2 separate regions of the Mus musculus genome follow, and region 2 is linked to region 1. Evidence: chromatin contacts called from public HiChIP or PLAC-seq data. All regions are on one chromosome and are shown on one strand. The core of a region is the stretch at or near the end of the contact, and the rest is flanking DNA. Distances in the headings are between cores, read along the strand shown.

Evidence for each region. HiChIP or PLAC-seq counts read pairs in DNA pulled down with a chosen protein or histone mark.
Region 2: an H3K27ac HiChIP or PLAC-seq map of microglia shows a contact between it and region 1, with 4 times the contacts expected there. The contact joins two enhancer-like sites. A contact is called at or near these places in 5 of 484 Hi-C or Micro-C datasets (CD8 T cells, the HL-1 cell line, embryonic stem cells and 2 more), 7 of 115 datasets of contacts at active chromatin or transcription factors (embryonic limb bud, embryonic stem cells, heart atrium and 4 more) and 2 of 9 other capture datasets (embryonic stem cells and liver).

The regions. Positions count from the first base shown.
Region 1 is chr17:84,096,147-84,103,552 of GRCm38.p6, reverse strand. No RefSeq gene overlaps it. Among named protein-coding and RNA genes, the nearest start is that of Gm35551, 16 kb to the right of the region's middle. Within about 2 kb of position 2,777, at least 85 of the 459 cell types and tissues checked have an H3K27ac peak or open chromatin away from gene starts, as enhancers often do. A contact at or near this core is called in microglia, where this site is marked.
Region 2 is chr17:84,349,423-84,356,204 of GRCm38.p6, reverse strand. All of the region lies in intron 26 of Thada (thyroid adenoma associated), which reads left to right. Among named protein-coding and RNA genes, the nearest start is that of Gm24722, 39 kb to the left of the region's middle. Within about 2 kb of position 3,839, at least 69 of the 459 cell types and tissues checked have an H3K27ac peak or open chromatin away from gene starts, as enhancers often do. A contact at or near this core is called in microglia, where this site is marked.

The DNA.
Region 1 (7,406 bases), core at 1,528-4,027:
CCAGTCACTCGAACCCACCCTTCTTCTTTCTGAGTACATCTCACTCGGCTCCTACCCTCCATCTGGTTGCAGAGGTGGTTGCTAAGCTGTGTACTAAACCCGCCCCCCTCCTCTCTGGGTGAGACAGGGCTCCCTCAGGCAGGCCTAAGGCCCCAGGTAGACACTTGAGCAAAGAGCAGGAGTTGAGATGGCTCAGCGAGCAGCCATGGATCCAAGGACAGCAACAGCACACACCAGGGCCTGCTGAGAAGGCTGCTCTTTCATTTCATTTATTTTAACTAATGCTATGCCTTAGTTCCTAACGTACCTTCACTACTACCCAGGCAAGACTTGCTCTTTTTAAATAAAACACTGAGTGTGGTGGCACATGCCTTTGATCCCAGTATTTGAGAGGCAGAGGCAGGAGGATCTCTGTGAATTTGAGGCCAGCCTGGTTTATATAGTGAATTCTAGGACAGCCAGGGCTACACAGAGAAACCCTATCTCAAAAAAAAAAAACCAAACAAATTTGTTTTGTATGTAGAGGCATATGATGGAAAGGGGTGTGTGTGTGTGTGTGTGTGTGTGTGTGTGTGTGTAGTCAGAGGACAACTTTTGAGGGTCAATTCTCTCCTGTCCTGTGGCACTGAACTCAGGTCATCAGGTTTAGCAGCAAGCTCCTTTACCTGCCGAGCCATCTTGCCACCCCACCCCTTTAATTTTTAATGGTCTGACGTGGTGCAGTATCTGTTTGTTTATTCCTTTATCTAGGCTATAGTCTTTTCCCTTTGCACAGCTGACATTTCAAAGCCAGCTAGTTTGGGGCTTTCCTGTGCAGTGTAACACATTCAACAGCCCTGCTGGTCTCTCTTACTGTGTGAGACCACCAGAAATGTCTGATATTGTCAAATGTCCTCTGAGGAGAGGAAGATCAAAGCCCCCTGACTGAGTAGCAGCATTCCTGGAGTCCCCATCTTTCCCTGCGCTCACTTTCTGATGGTGGCTGCTCGGGTGAGCTTCCTCCATAGCCTCCAAGTTACATACATCCCTTCAGTTCTGATAACTGTTTGCACACACCTGCTGCTCAGTTCTCTCTCTGCCTCTACCTCCCTCCTTCCTGCAGTGCCTCGTGCAAGCATGTTAATTAGATGCTCTGCGCGGGTCCGAGCTATCCTTCCCATATGTTTTCTATGGAGGTTTAATCTTCTTTAGGTTTGCCAAGGGCAACCCTTGTAGAGTTGAGATGAGTGATATGTTCCAGGGGCGTGGTGCCTGTAGTCTTCCTTTGTCATGTCTGTCTACTTACTGGATAGGTGAGGGGACAGCTGCAGAGCTGGCTAGCAGCAGAGTCCTTGGCCTTCCTTCCCTGCCAGGATGTTTTGACAGAGGGCAGATGAGACGTGGGAGAAAGGTCTCCATCAGAGACAGTTAACCACCGAAGCATCTGGGTCCCCTGATGTGATGTCCCGTGATGTCTCTGGAATCTGATCTAACATTCCCTTTGGCCTAGGGATGGCCAAATGATTATGCTTCAATACCTGCAAGGCTTGGAGGTGGAACATGTCCTGCATCCTGACGGGGTGTTATATCCTGTGCCCTGTGGCCTGCTAGCTGAGTGGTCCCCCCCCCCCCAGGAGTGATTGATGGGAGGGAGACAGTGAGGGAGGACAGTCTCCTTCCTCTTGCCCTGATCTCTCCCACAGCCTCTGCCCCAGTTGGGTTTCCCTTCTCTATTTAACCTTTCTCAATCTCTAAGAGATCCCTCTGCTGACCACAGTCTGAAGGCTGGCCTTGTACCACATTTTTAGAGTGGGGGCTTCTGGGCCTCCATGACTAGGTGGCAAATATATGTATGGCCCAGGCCTACCTCACCACTCACAACAGACATGCACTTCACACTAGGGCTCTTTCCATAGCTGAACCCTCGCTCAGCAGAGAAGGCGGTAGTGTCAACTCTGGCTTGCAGCACTGTCTTAGCCTCTGGGAGCCTTTCTGCAAGGCCTTCACCCCTGACCTGATCAGCCAAGGTAGCCTTGACACTTCCCAGACAGACTGACTTCTTTGATATGAAGTGTGCCTGAGGACAGGCTGGGGGTACTGTAACATCTCCCCAGGTGACCCTACTCTGTGGCCAAGATGGAGAGAACTGCCTTCCCGAGGGGAGAGTGCCACAGAAAGAACACTAGGTATGGCGCAGGAGTCTGGAATGGTGACTACCCTCTGGTACTGACATGTCCCTGGCCAAACAGTTTCTCCAGGCACTGGATGAGAGTACCTTGGGGAGAGATGGACAAGAAAGAGAAGGGGCCAGGAAAATCTACTAAGCTAGCCCTTCATTCCGGAAACAAGAGAGTTTTAGAAGGAACAGCTAACCTAGGGCTTCACAGCACTGCAGCAGGGGCAGGGACAAGGAGGCAGGGGCAGGGGCAGGGGCAGGGGCAGGGGCAGGGGCAGGGGCAGGAGGGGCAGGGGCAGGGGCGGGGGCGGGGGCAGGGGCAGGGGCAGGGGCAGGCCGAAGCCAGCTCAACTGTTGGTCTTCTTTCCTCTCCAACCCAGGCATCCTGGATCCTTGGTCTGTAGATTCTGTCCTTCTCTAGACGAGATGGGCAGAGGGTTGGGACTGCTTTTGGAGGGCACGGTTTCTTCCAGAGCCTGCGTGGGGGAAACTGTGGCGAGAGCCAGAGGGTGTGGGTCTCAGCCAGACTTCGTGAAAAGAACCTTTGCGGAGGCACTGTCCTGCCGCAGCTACTCTGTGGGCCCTATGGACAGAAAGGGGAAGTTTGGCTGTATTTAGAAAGCTGTTCACAAACAGGAATGGCAGGGGTGGGGGTGAGGAGGGTGAGGTAGGCGGCTGGCTGGAGGAGCTGAGGAGGAAGGCAGGCAGCCATCCAGAAAGGCTTCAGCAGGGGCCCGAGGACAAAGGCTTGATCTGGGTCCACATGTCACTTGGGACGCTCTTGGAGCAAGAGGAGGGGCAGAGTGAAGAGCGGGGAGGAAGAAAAGGAAGGGGGAAGGAGCTCTCACCGGAATGCCTTTTTATGCTGGAAGCAGAGGTTGACTGTGCTGGACACATGCCCCACTGCCCTCGAGGCCCAGGTGGTGACTGACTCTTAGGGGACAGACGGATAGCACAGAGGCTAAGAAGGGAGACGCTTTGGGTGTCTCCTCCAAAGTGTGGCCAGACTCCTCTGCTCCTTAGTCCTCTCCGGTCACCTTAATAAAATACCCAAACTGGGGTGGTTCATTGATGGCTGACATTCGCTGCTCTAGCACTGGAGACTGGGAGTGCTGGGTAGGGATGGAGCAACGATGATTTTAACCAAGACCACTCTTATAGAAGGCCTTGCCCCCACCAGAAACGTCATGCGCTTGAGTGGAGCTGCTCTTCCAGGAGAGTTCCCATGCCCAGGACCAGGAGAGGACCCCATCCCAACATGAGACATGTAATACCAGACACAAACCAGCCTGGGACCTTTCTCCAAGCCGTAGCAAGAAGCCTGCTCTGAGGATGGGCGCAAAGAAGGGCTTCTGGGTGCTCGCTCACTCTGCCATGGACCATCCAAGGTCAAACAGCCCGCTCAGTGTGCCCTGGTGAGGGAGGACAGCTGTTCACCTCAACCCAACTCAGGACTCCGTGCCAGCTGTGCGTCAGCGACTCTGCTAAGTGCCAGAGGGAGACAATGCAGTTCCTTTCCTCATGGGGTTAGAGGCTACTTAGGGTTCACTGGTGGGTCAGTGTTTCTCCCAGGCTGTGAGCACAGCTCGGTGAAGGCTTAGCAAGCAAGCAAGCCCCCTATCTTACTCATCTCGTTGAGGAAATACTAGTAATCAACTTGAAATATTCAGGGCTAAGAAGTGTGTGCTTGAGAGTAACGGACCCATTGAAGCACACAAGGCAAGATTCAGACTGTGGGCCTCTGTACGTGGGCCTGAGTGTGTTCACTAACTAGCCTTGGCTAAAGAAGAACCCCATTAGCTCTGGCCTGAGTGTGTGATACTCATGTAGTACTGATGTGTAGTGCTGACGTGTATTGACATGTAGTTCTGACATGTAGTATTGACATGGGATACTGACATGTAGTGTCGACATGTAATATTGATGTGTAGGCTGTAAAATCTACGTGGTCTCCGCTAGCTTCCCCTTTTTGTTTGTTGTTTTCTTTTACTTTTTTGAGTAAAGTTCTCTTGTAGCTCAGGCTGGCCCTCTCACTTGCTATGGAGCTAAGGCTTACCCTTAATTTTTGATCCTTCCGCCTTCACATCCCAAGTCCTGGGGTTATCACCACCACATCTGGTGTTTGTTTGTTTGTTTGTTTTCTCCTGTTTTTCTCAATTCAGTCTACGCACTGATCATTTCTCTGTCCTTCTCCCCCACCCCAGCCCCCACCCCATCAGCACTGGAATCCATGGGCAAATGACTGGACTCCAGGTTTAGGGAGCATTCAGTGTTCACAAACCATAATGTTAGCTGATCTGAGATTCAGAGGCTAGTAATTCCCTTAAGGATTGTCAAACCAGTTTGGGGTTCACAAAGTGCTTTGATGGAAGATACCTGCCTTTGAAGGCAAGTGCTTCTGGGAGGGAACGTGGTAGGGGATGGGGCTGCAGGCAACAGGAGGTGGGTACAGTGACTGAATGTGGGGATGCTGGCCCTGCGGTTTACATGTGTGTCCGGGATGCTTCAGCAGCCTCCAAGGCTAGCCCAAGGGATCACTGACGTGCCGCTTTCCCCAGATTCGCCCATGATTTATGCTTCTGAAAACATCTGAGGAAAAGTTAGACATCTTTACCTTTTTGCTTCAATTACTTCAGGCGAGATTCTCAAGGATGCTCTTTAATATAGTCTGCTTTCCTTTCGGTGAAGCCGTATCCCGTATCTGGTGGGCTATTCTAGCTTGTAAATACAGCCGACTTTGCGGGAGTCAGCTAGGCTTATGATGCTGTGCTGGTGTCCTGACCACTGGGGGATGCCTGAGCCCCAAGCCTTGTCAGAACTGTGTTGACCTCAGGAGCCCTGCTTGGGTTTGCTTTCTGCTGGACAGCTGGTCTGTGCTCTCAGAGGCCCGGCTGGGCCTTGGCTGGACTCTGTTTTATCTTGTTTCTCTCCGCTTTGTTCTGGAATTTTCTGTGCATTTTCCCCAATCCACAGATATGACTGTCATAGGGTATTGGCTTTCCAGTGTCTAGCACGGTATGTTGGCTACAGAGTTAGCTTGGTTGGGCCCCCTCTGTGCCTTGGAGGTCAGAATGGGCTCCTTAGCTAACAAGGGAGCTTTCCCATCTTCATCTTGCCAGGAGGACCGAGGCTCTATGGCGGTCTGGCTTGCTGTCCTATGGTCCTGCTCAAGACTGGAAGTCTTAGGCAAAGGAAACATTTTCCAGAGCATGGCTGAGAGGGACAGAACGTCTCAAGGAGATGGGCTGGGTTGGGCTGGGCTGGGCTGGGCTGGGCAGGCAGGGTTTTGGAAAGCCCCTGCTTGTTCTGGGAGCTGTTCAGAACCCTGAGGTTTCAGAAAGCCATGGCGGCTCGTCACAACTGTTGCTGCACTGAGGAGGAGGAATGGCCTGGTGCCTAATGCCTTGGGTTTAGAGGGAAAGGTGAAGCCCAGCCTTGCCAACCTGGAACCTGGGCTTCTGCTGGGCCTGGGGGAACACTGGACTTTGAAGAGGAATGGAGCCCTCAGGCCAGGGCCTCTGAATGGTGAGAGAGTGTTGCCATGATCAGCCATGACTCAGGTTTGGTGGGCAGTGGCCTTGACACAGCCATGAAGGCTTTGGGCCTGGTCTCTCAAAGACACCTCAGATGGAGCTGGTAGGGGAACCCCCATAGGTCCCATGAACAGAACATGCCAAAGTCTTTTGCAGTACAAGGAGAGGTCAGGGTTTTAATACGAGCCTTGGTCCAGGGCTTTGAAGTCAGGGAGGGTTTAGGCTTGAGGAAGGCCAGTGTCTCAATCTCTAGCAGCTTTTTCTTTCTTCTGCTCCGCTTTGCGCACAACCAGCATGCCCAGGGTCCAAGCAGCCCTGCTCTGTGACCGTGGCCTGTCACTTCTGAAGATTGTCTTCTCACCCATGAACTGGGGCGGAGCGCTGAGCCACTTTTGCGGCGGCTTTCAGAGAGCTTCCAGAGGGCTTGAAGAACAGGAAAATGCAGATAGATGTCCAGCCTACCGCTTCACTTTAAAAATAACGTTGTTTATCGTTACCGTGGGGTAGGGAACATGCTTGAGGGGTGGTGCACATACGTGGAGGTCTCTGCTTCCATGGTTAATAAGGGTCACAGGGATCGAGTGGAGGTCTCCAGGTTTAAAAGCAAGCACCTTTATCCACGGAGCCATCTTATAGATTTGGTAAGGTCACAGTGGGCCTAGGCAAGTTTCCCCAACACTCCTCGGGGTCCTTGACTTTAACTACAGACCCGTTCTTCTTGGTGTTGTGGAGGGCCTGCCGGGTAGGGCTCTAGCCTGGGCAAGCAAGTCCATTTAAGTTCTCCTAGGAGCCAGTGTAGGCACGTGCCGTTCCCATTTCCACAGCTCGAACGTATCGGGGCCCGACAGAAACCTCGACGCTTTCAGCACCCTGTAGCCCGCAAAAGAGACCCTGCGTCCTGCCCACCCTGGCTCCTGGCTGCCCCGATCCCTCTGGGGGGCTCTGGAGGAGAGAGAACTGGGTCTCCTAGGTGCGGTCGGTCCGTTCTCCCATGGCGCTGACGTTGCCCTGCGGCCCAGCTGGCTGCAGTTTTTCCGCAATAACAATATCCCGGGGAGGGAGGAGCGGCGGGTGAATGAGCGCCTTTGTCCCCGACCCTGTGAAGGCCGATTAATTATGCGCCTCGGAGCGCGGGAGCGCGGTCGTCAGGCCCCCTGCGCGCCCGCCCTGAAAAGCCGGGGCTTGGGAGCGCGGCCGCTGGCTCCGCGCGGACGCACAAAGGGCTGAGCATTAGCAGCCCGGCAATTACCCAGCGTTTTGGACGTGTCCTTGTCTCGTTGACACCGCGCCGCCCCTCCCCAGGCGGCTGCACTTTGAGGATTTGCAAGTCCTTTCTTGGTTGCTAAGGGCGACTAGGCAGAGGGGTTGGGAGCTTGGAGGGAGGGGGGACGCCAAGCCTGCCCTGTTGGAAGTGTCACGGGCCAAAGTGGGGGAGGGGCGAGTGGGTGTCACCCCTGGGGACCTGGACCTTAGGGCTCTGAACAGGCAGATAGATTCCTGAGCGTCACCCAGAGGAGTCCCTGACTTAGTCGGTGTGGAGTGTCCTTTAAGCATCACAGATACAGTTTTTAAAAACCTACCGTGGAATAGTGAAACAAAATGTATAAATTAAAGTTGCTTGAAAAGTATTGAAATTTATTAGTGTGTGTGTGTGTGTGTGTGTGTGTGACACACGCATGTCCTCTGTGTTTTTACCACAGTGCACATGTGGATGGAGG
Region 2 (6,782 bases), core at 2,590-5,089, 250 kb before region 1:
GCACACAACAGGTTTTACCATCTCTACCATTTGTTAGTGCACAGCTGAGTGATTGATAGAAGCCTCTTTCTTTTACTCTCAGCATTCCTTGGTTGTCTGTAGGCTTTTTATGATTTCTCTTTTATAATCCAAACAATTTCAGCCCCTAACACTGCTTTTTTAAAAAGAGACAAGGTCACCGTGTCGCCCAGGAGGATTGGAATCTCTGACCCTCCTGGCTCTACTTCCCAAGTGCTGGAAAATAGCACTTCCACCCAAGCTTAGTCAGTGCGGGAAGTGAACCAGCTGAGGTACATCCCAGCACTTGAGAGGCAGAGGCAGGAGGATCTCAGTGAGTGTGAAGCTAGTCTGACAGTGAGTTACAATCTCAAAAAAAGGTATAAATTTTAAAAGATTATGAAAGGAACCAAAATTTTGTACTTGTTACAAATCTCATTCCAAAGTGAAGAAAACTAAAATGCAAAAACAAAGTTTTTGGTTATTTTTTTAAGAAAAGTGAGGTCATAAAGTTCAATAGTGCTCGCTTTCTTAGCTGCCAATGCAGCTTTCTGCCTGGCATGCATTTCTTGATGTGACTTAGGTCTTTTTTGATGCCTTTTCATTTCTTCTTTCCCCATTCTCCAACTGCTTCTGTCATCTGTTTTTATATATTTAACTTTTTACTGGCTCTTTGTGATTGCCACATCCTGCATCCCAATCCCACTCACCTTCCTGTCCTCTTGCACCTGCCCTCCACCCTGGACCTGGCCCTGCCAGCTCAGTCGGGCTACCGGTTCTCCAGCTTGGGAATGAGGATTAAAAAGAAAAAAGACAGAGGACATTATAGCAACGCCTTAGTCCATTCTGAGACTTTCCCAATCCACTTTTTATACCATTTTAATTACATGCAAGTATTACAATGAGTAGTACAATGAGGAATCAAGCAAGACAATAGTCAAGGAACAGGCAAGACGATAAACACAAAGCCCCATGATCACTCCGCTGATAGCTGTTTCAAAGGATGATCAAAATATCTGAGCCTACTTCTTTGTTCTACCTTAAACTTAGATTCTTACTTCCTTGTCCTTGGCCAATGTCAGATGACTGCCTGAAGCCCATTTCCTTGTCATTGGCCAAAGTCAGATTCCTGCCAGGTGGCACCCCAAAATGCTCTCCACACTTCAGCATTGCCCTGGCTAGCTCACCCAGTGCCTCAGTCTGCAAAGGACACAGAGCCAGGTCTACCACTCTCATGCCCTCTGGCCATTTCACCCATTCCCAAACCAGCAGAGCCAGCTCTATTGTGCTACCGAGGTAAGGTGCAATGAGGGCCTTCTCTTCCTCATGCTGTTGTAGATGTGGGGCTGGCAGCTCTCCCACCTGCCGTAGGTGGCAAGGGATGAGGGGGTTGGTAAGGAGGGCTTCTCGCCCTCACCCATACTACTGCATGGAAGACAGGTGTCAGTGCCAGCCCTCCCAATGCTCACAGCCTTGGGCCAGCTCACCTGCAATCCCCACAACCAGTACCAGCTCTACTGTGCTGCTCAGAAGCAAGTGAGGGCACCTTTCATCAATCCCTGCACAATGGGTTGTCAGGATAAGAAGCTTGCTTTTGTTTTGTTTTGTTTGTTTTGTTCTTAGAATATTCTGATTTTTCCCTCCCTTTTTTGGTGACAGTATCTTGAAATGTACTCTGGTTGTGAAGTCAGGGTTCTTCTTTGTCCCCATGTGTGGTGCAAGTCCTGGAAAGTGTCATCACCTCAAGGTCTCCTTATTTTTTTTTTCCTTTTTTTAAAGAATTACTTACTTATTTAAGTATATGAGTACACTGTAACTGTCTTCAGATACACCAGAAGAGGGCGTCTTTTAAGTCATAGTTCTACACATCAGGGTTCTTGGTTGATGGTTTTGTTTCAGCTACCACTCTGACTTCCAGAATATCTGCTGAGAAGTCTGTTGGCTCTGCCTCAGGCTCCTGTGGGGTGAAGGCCTGCTTCCCTTTCACGGCGTCTGCTCTCTTCATGTTGATGAGAGCATGCGTAGGGTGTAGCTTGCTGCTTCTCCGTCCCTAGAGTCTGCTGAGCTTCTTCTATGCTGATATTCACTTCTATTCAGACTTAAGGATTTTGCATAAGTTTCCCTTGGTCCCTATCCTTGCCCCTTTCTCCCTTTTCGTTAGAAGCTGATGGTGTTAATGGTGGTCTCCTTGGTGCTGCCCCATGGGCCCCATAGGCTCAGCCAGTGTTTTTCAAATCTTGTTTCTGTTCCTCTGACACAGTCTGTCAGTTGTCCTGTGTGCACTGTGAGCAGTATTCTCCTTTTCCTGTCAGTGAAATTTCCACTTTACTCTCTTTTTTGGCTCTAGAATTTTTTTCCTTATTTGTTTTTCTCTCTGTAGTAATATGTTTTGTTAATGCACACACACACATTTTTTACTTTTTCTGAGTCTTTCTTTAATTCCTCAAACATCTTTAAGACATTTGTTTAAACAGCTTTGTCTAGCAAGTCCACCCATATTGGTCTTTCACAGGGACAGTTTTTGTCTTTTTTTCCACTGTGAATGAGTAATACTTTCAGATTCTTTGTGTGCCCTCATGCCTTTTCTTTCTGTTCAAAACTGTATACTTTAGTCTAGTGTAAGTCCAGCATTTGATCCTCCCTGGCCCCTAGAGCTGCTGGGTGGACTGGTGTTTTGATTGTTGAAAACTGTCTGTGCTCTAGGAATCAGCCTAAGGTAAACAAATTATTTTCAAGTCTTTTAAAGCATGAGCCTTCTCAGGGTATGTGGGCTTACTTTCATAGTGTTTACACACACACACACACACACACACACACACACACACACACACACACTTGCTTCTTTCCATGTCTGGCCGGAGAAGCTGAAGCCAGGTTCCAACACATGATTCTTTGGACAGAAGCACTCTAGACCGTAAGCCCAGCAGGTGATCTTCTGAGGTGAGTGCGTCACTTAGATACCTGAGGAAGGGACAGAAAGGACAGAACTGTGTCTGCAGAGGCAAAGACTGGAGTCATGTAGTCACAAGCCAAGAAATTTTGGCCATCACCAAAAACCTGTAAGAGCTGAAGGAGGGACTCTCTTACAAAGCCTCCCAGGCCTGCTGATACCACCAGTACTGATTTCAGGTTTCTAGCCTCAAGGACACAGTGATTCAACGGGATAAAGGAGCGCATATGTTGCTTGTTACTGATTGTTTTCCGCAGTCCAACTCAGTGCCTTTAATTATAGCACTCACTGCACAACAAACCACCCCAAAATTTAGTGGCTAAAATAGCAGCTTATAATTTCCCACAATGTTAGGGGATGGCTGGGTTCACTTACACAGTTCTCTTGTACTGTGTAACACCATCTGAAGTGTCATCTGAATCCTGGGAGCACTAATGACTGGAGGCTGATGGGACTTCTCCAGCAGGGTGAATACAGAAGTTGCCCTGCTTTTCAAAAGCCTAAAGTCAGTCTGTACAGTGCCACTTCAGTGACCTGCGATTAAAGGAAGTCACAGGCATCCTGGGGACAATGAGTTGGGAAGTAAACCTATCTCTTAAAAGAAAGGAGATAGGAGGAGCCTGCTGCTCGTGTCTGGCCCAGGTTGCAGAGAATGATTACAGAATCAAATATCGCCCAGGGACTGCTTGCTGCTGACAATTTTGAGATGATAGGCTTCAACAAGAAACGTTTTCTTTTAAAAAAAAAAAAAAAAAAAAGGGTGTGTGTGTGTGTGTGTGTGTGTGTGTGTGTGTGTGAAGGTGCTTATGTGCTGCTGGGTACATGGGGACATCAGAGGCTGAGGTGTGTGTGTGTGTGTGTGTGTGTGTGTGTGTGTGTGTGTGTGTGTGAAGGTGCTTATGTGCTGCTGGGTACATGGGGACGTCAGAGGCTGAGGTTGGCTCATGGGAGTTGGCTCTCTCCTTCCCCTCTGTGGGTCCTAGAGATTGAACTCAGTTTGTCACACTTGGGAAAAGTACCTATACCTTCTAAGCCATCTTGTCAGCCCAATAAAGTTGTTCTAAGTAACAATCCCTGTAAGAAAAAAGGCCATAGAAGCTGTTGAGATGGAAACACACTTAATAGAGCATAAGAAAGGCGCACTGACTCGCCTCCCTCCCGGCAGTGAAATGAGTGGACCAGGGGCTTCCCAGGGGGATGACCAGCAGCCAGAACACTGCAGAACCAAGATGTCTCTCCTGGATAGAGTATTCTAATAGCCAGCTTCTGAAAGCGAGGGTTAGAAAAGTGTTCCTCAAGTCCAGGAACCTGGCAGATAGCTCCAGAAGACAAGGAGGGAGGGCAAGGAGGAGAGAAGGTGGGAGATGTGATCCACTTTAGTGCTTTCAGAGAGGTCCTGCAGCCCAAGGCTTCCTTAGTCCTCTTAGAACCACTGTGGGGATTGCAGAGGCTTGAGGGTTTGTTTTGGTGGTGCTGAGGGTTAAATCCAGGCCCTTCTATGTGCTACACATCCTTCCTACCTTCCTACCTTCCTTCCTTCCTAATTTCTCTCTCTCTCTCTCTCTCTCTCTCTCTCTCTCTCTCTCTCTCTCTCTCTCTCTCTTTCTGATGGTATTGTTGTTTAGATAAAATGTATGTAGGTCATGAATGGTCTCACTCTTGGTGATTCACCTGCCTCCACCTCCTGAGTGCTGAGGCTGTGGGCAGGCACCAGCAATCACCCAGGCTTTATCTCTGTCTAATTGCCGCATAATTGCTCTCATTCATGCACTGACCTTGAAGCGCTCTAGGGTGTGTATTGGTGTAGCTCAGTCTTCCTTGGGGAGAAGATTCCAAGAGCAGAGTCAGGGATGGTCTGGCAGGATTCCAAATCCAGATCTCTTTTTAATGAGTTGTTTGTGTTTTATTGATTTGCATTTGATCATACCCTTTGAAATTCATGTGTATGCTTTGTCGTCTTTGCAGGCTTGTTTCCATTTGGGGACACTGTTTTTCTTAAAATGGGCTTGCTGTTTTATCAGCAATCTTAGCTAATTTCTCTCCTCTGGGCTGGTTTTATTGGCCAGAATGTAGGGAACATTTTAATATTTTGTTGGGCTCCCAATTGAAACACCAACTGCAAACTTCCATGTTTTTGCCTTCATCCTTTATTTCCACGTAACAGCAGAGTTTATGGTGTTCACTCCTAGACCTGGGAATAAGTCCTGTTTTTCAAAGCTGGGCAGAGCTTCCCCCTTTGCTGTTGTTTTCTTCTTAGTCCTTTGTGCACTACTGTACTGATCCCTGGTCTGAGATGACTGAGAATGATGTGAGCTGTGTGTGTGTGTGTGTGTGTGTCTGTGTGTGTGTGTGTGTCTGTGTGTGAGTGTGTGTGTGTGTGTGTGTGTGTGTGTCTCTGTGTGTCTGTGTGGTGTCTGTGTCTGTGTGTGTGAACTCTTGAGGGATAACTTCTTCTTCTTTTTTTTTTTTTTTTTGTATACATGTTTAACTATAGGCCCTTTTCCATTGCATTATTATTTGCAGAGAGGTGCCTTTGGGTTTTTTGTTTTTGTTTGTTTGTTTTAAGACAGAGTTTCTCTGTGTAGCCCTGGCTGTCCTAGAACTCACTCTGTAGACCAGGCTGCCTGCCTTTATCTCCCAAGTCCTGGGATTAAAGGCGTGCACCACCACTGCTTGGCCCAGAGATGCCTTTGTTAAAGGTCCAAAACACAGACTTCTATATTTTGACTTTTCCTATATGTAGCAGATTTTTAAAAAAACATTTATTTATTATTATAAATAAGTACACTGTAGCTGACTTCAGACGCACCAGAAGTGGGCGTCAGATTTCATTACAGGTGGTTGTGAGCCACCATGTGGTTGCTGGGATTTGAACTCAGGACCTTTGGAAGAACAGTCAGTGCTCTTACCTGTATGTAGCAGATTTTAACTGCAGAGTTTTTAAGATAGCCTGAAGTGTGATTCAACGGAAATACTTGTGAGGGAAATATATGTGTGGGGGGACAACGTTTGGAGGTCAGTTCTTACCTACCACATTCTTTTTTTTTTTTTTTTTTGGTTTTTCGAGACAGGGTTTCTCTGTGTAGCCCTGGCTGTCCTGGAACTCACTTTGTAGACCAGGCTGGCCTTGAACTCAGAAATCCGCCTGCCTCTGCCTCCCAAGTGCTGGGATTAAAGGCGTGCGCCACCCCGCCCGGCTACCGCATTCTTTTGAGGCTGGGTCTCTCTTCTTCCTGCAGTGTATCCTCCAGGTTTGCAGACTCACTAGTTCCCAGGTATTTTCCCTGCCTCTGCCTTCCATCTGACAGTGTCCATGCTGGTGTTACAGACACGTGCTTCCATGTCAGTTCCGGGGCTCACACTTAGGGCACTAGGCTTGCACAGCAGGTGCTTTTATGCCCTGAGCCATCTCAGTCTATGTGATGCACAGGTATTCCAGGAGGTCAGAGGCATCTAGGATCTCTTGAAGCCAGAGTTCTAGGTGCTTGTGAGCTGCCAATTGGGGGTACTCTGAACCAAATTCAGTACAATATATGTTCTTAACTGATAAGTTTTAAATTTTTTTCTATGTGTGTGTATATCTGTAAGTATATGCTATGTGTCTGTGGGTGCCCTCTCAGGCCCCTGTAGTTGCAGGAATTTGTAAATGTGGTGCTGGAAACTGAACTCAGGTCATCTGGAAGAGAAGCAACAGCTCCTAGTCTCAGGCCAAGTCCTTTAAAGCTGTTAAATCCTAGGCTGGATTCAGAGGATACCAAGTGGCCAACCTCAGATGCTTTCACCGGATTCAAGGGCTACTGCAGCACACCGCGATTCGCTGTGCAATGTGCAGACA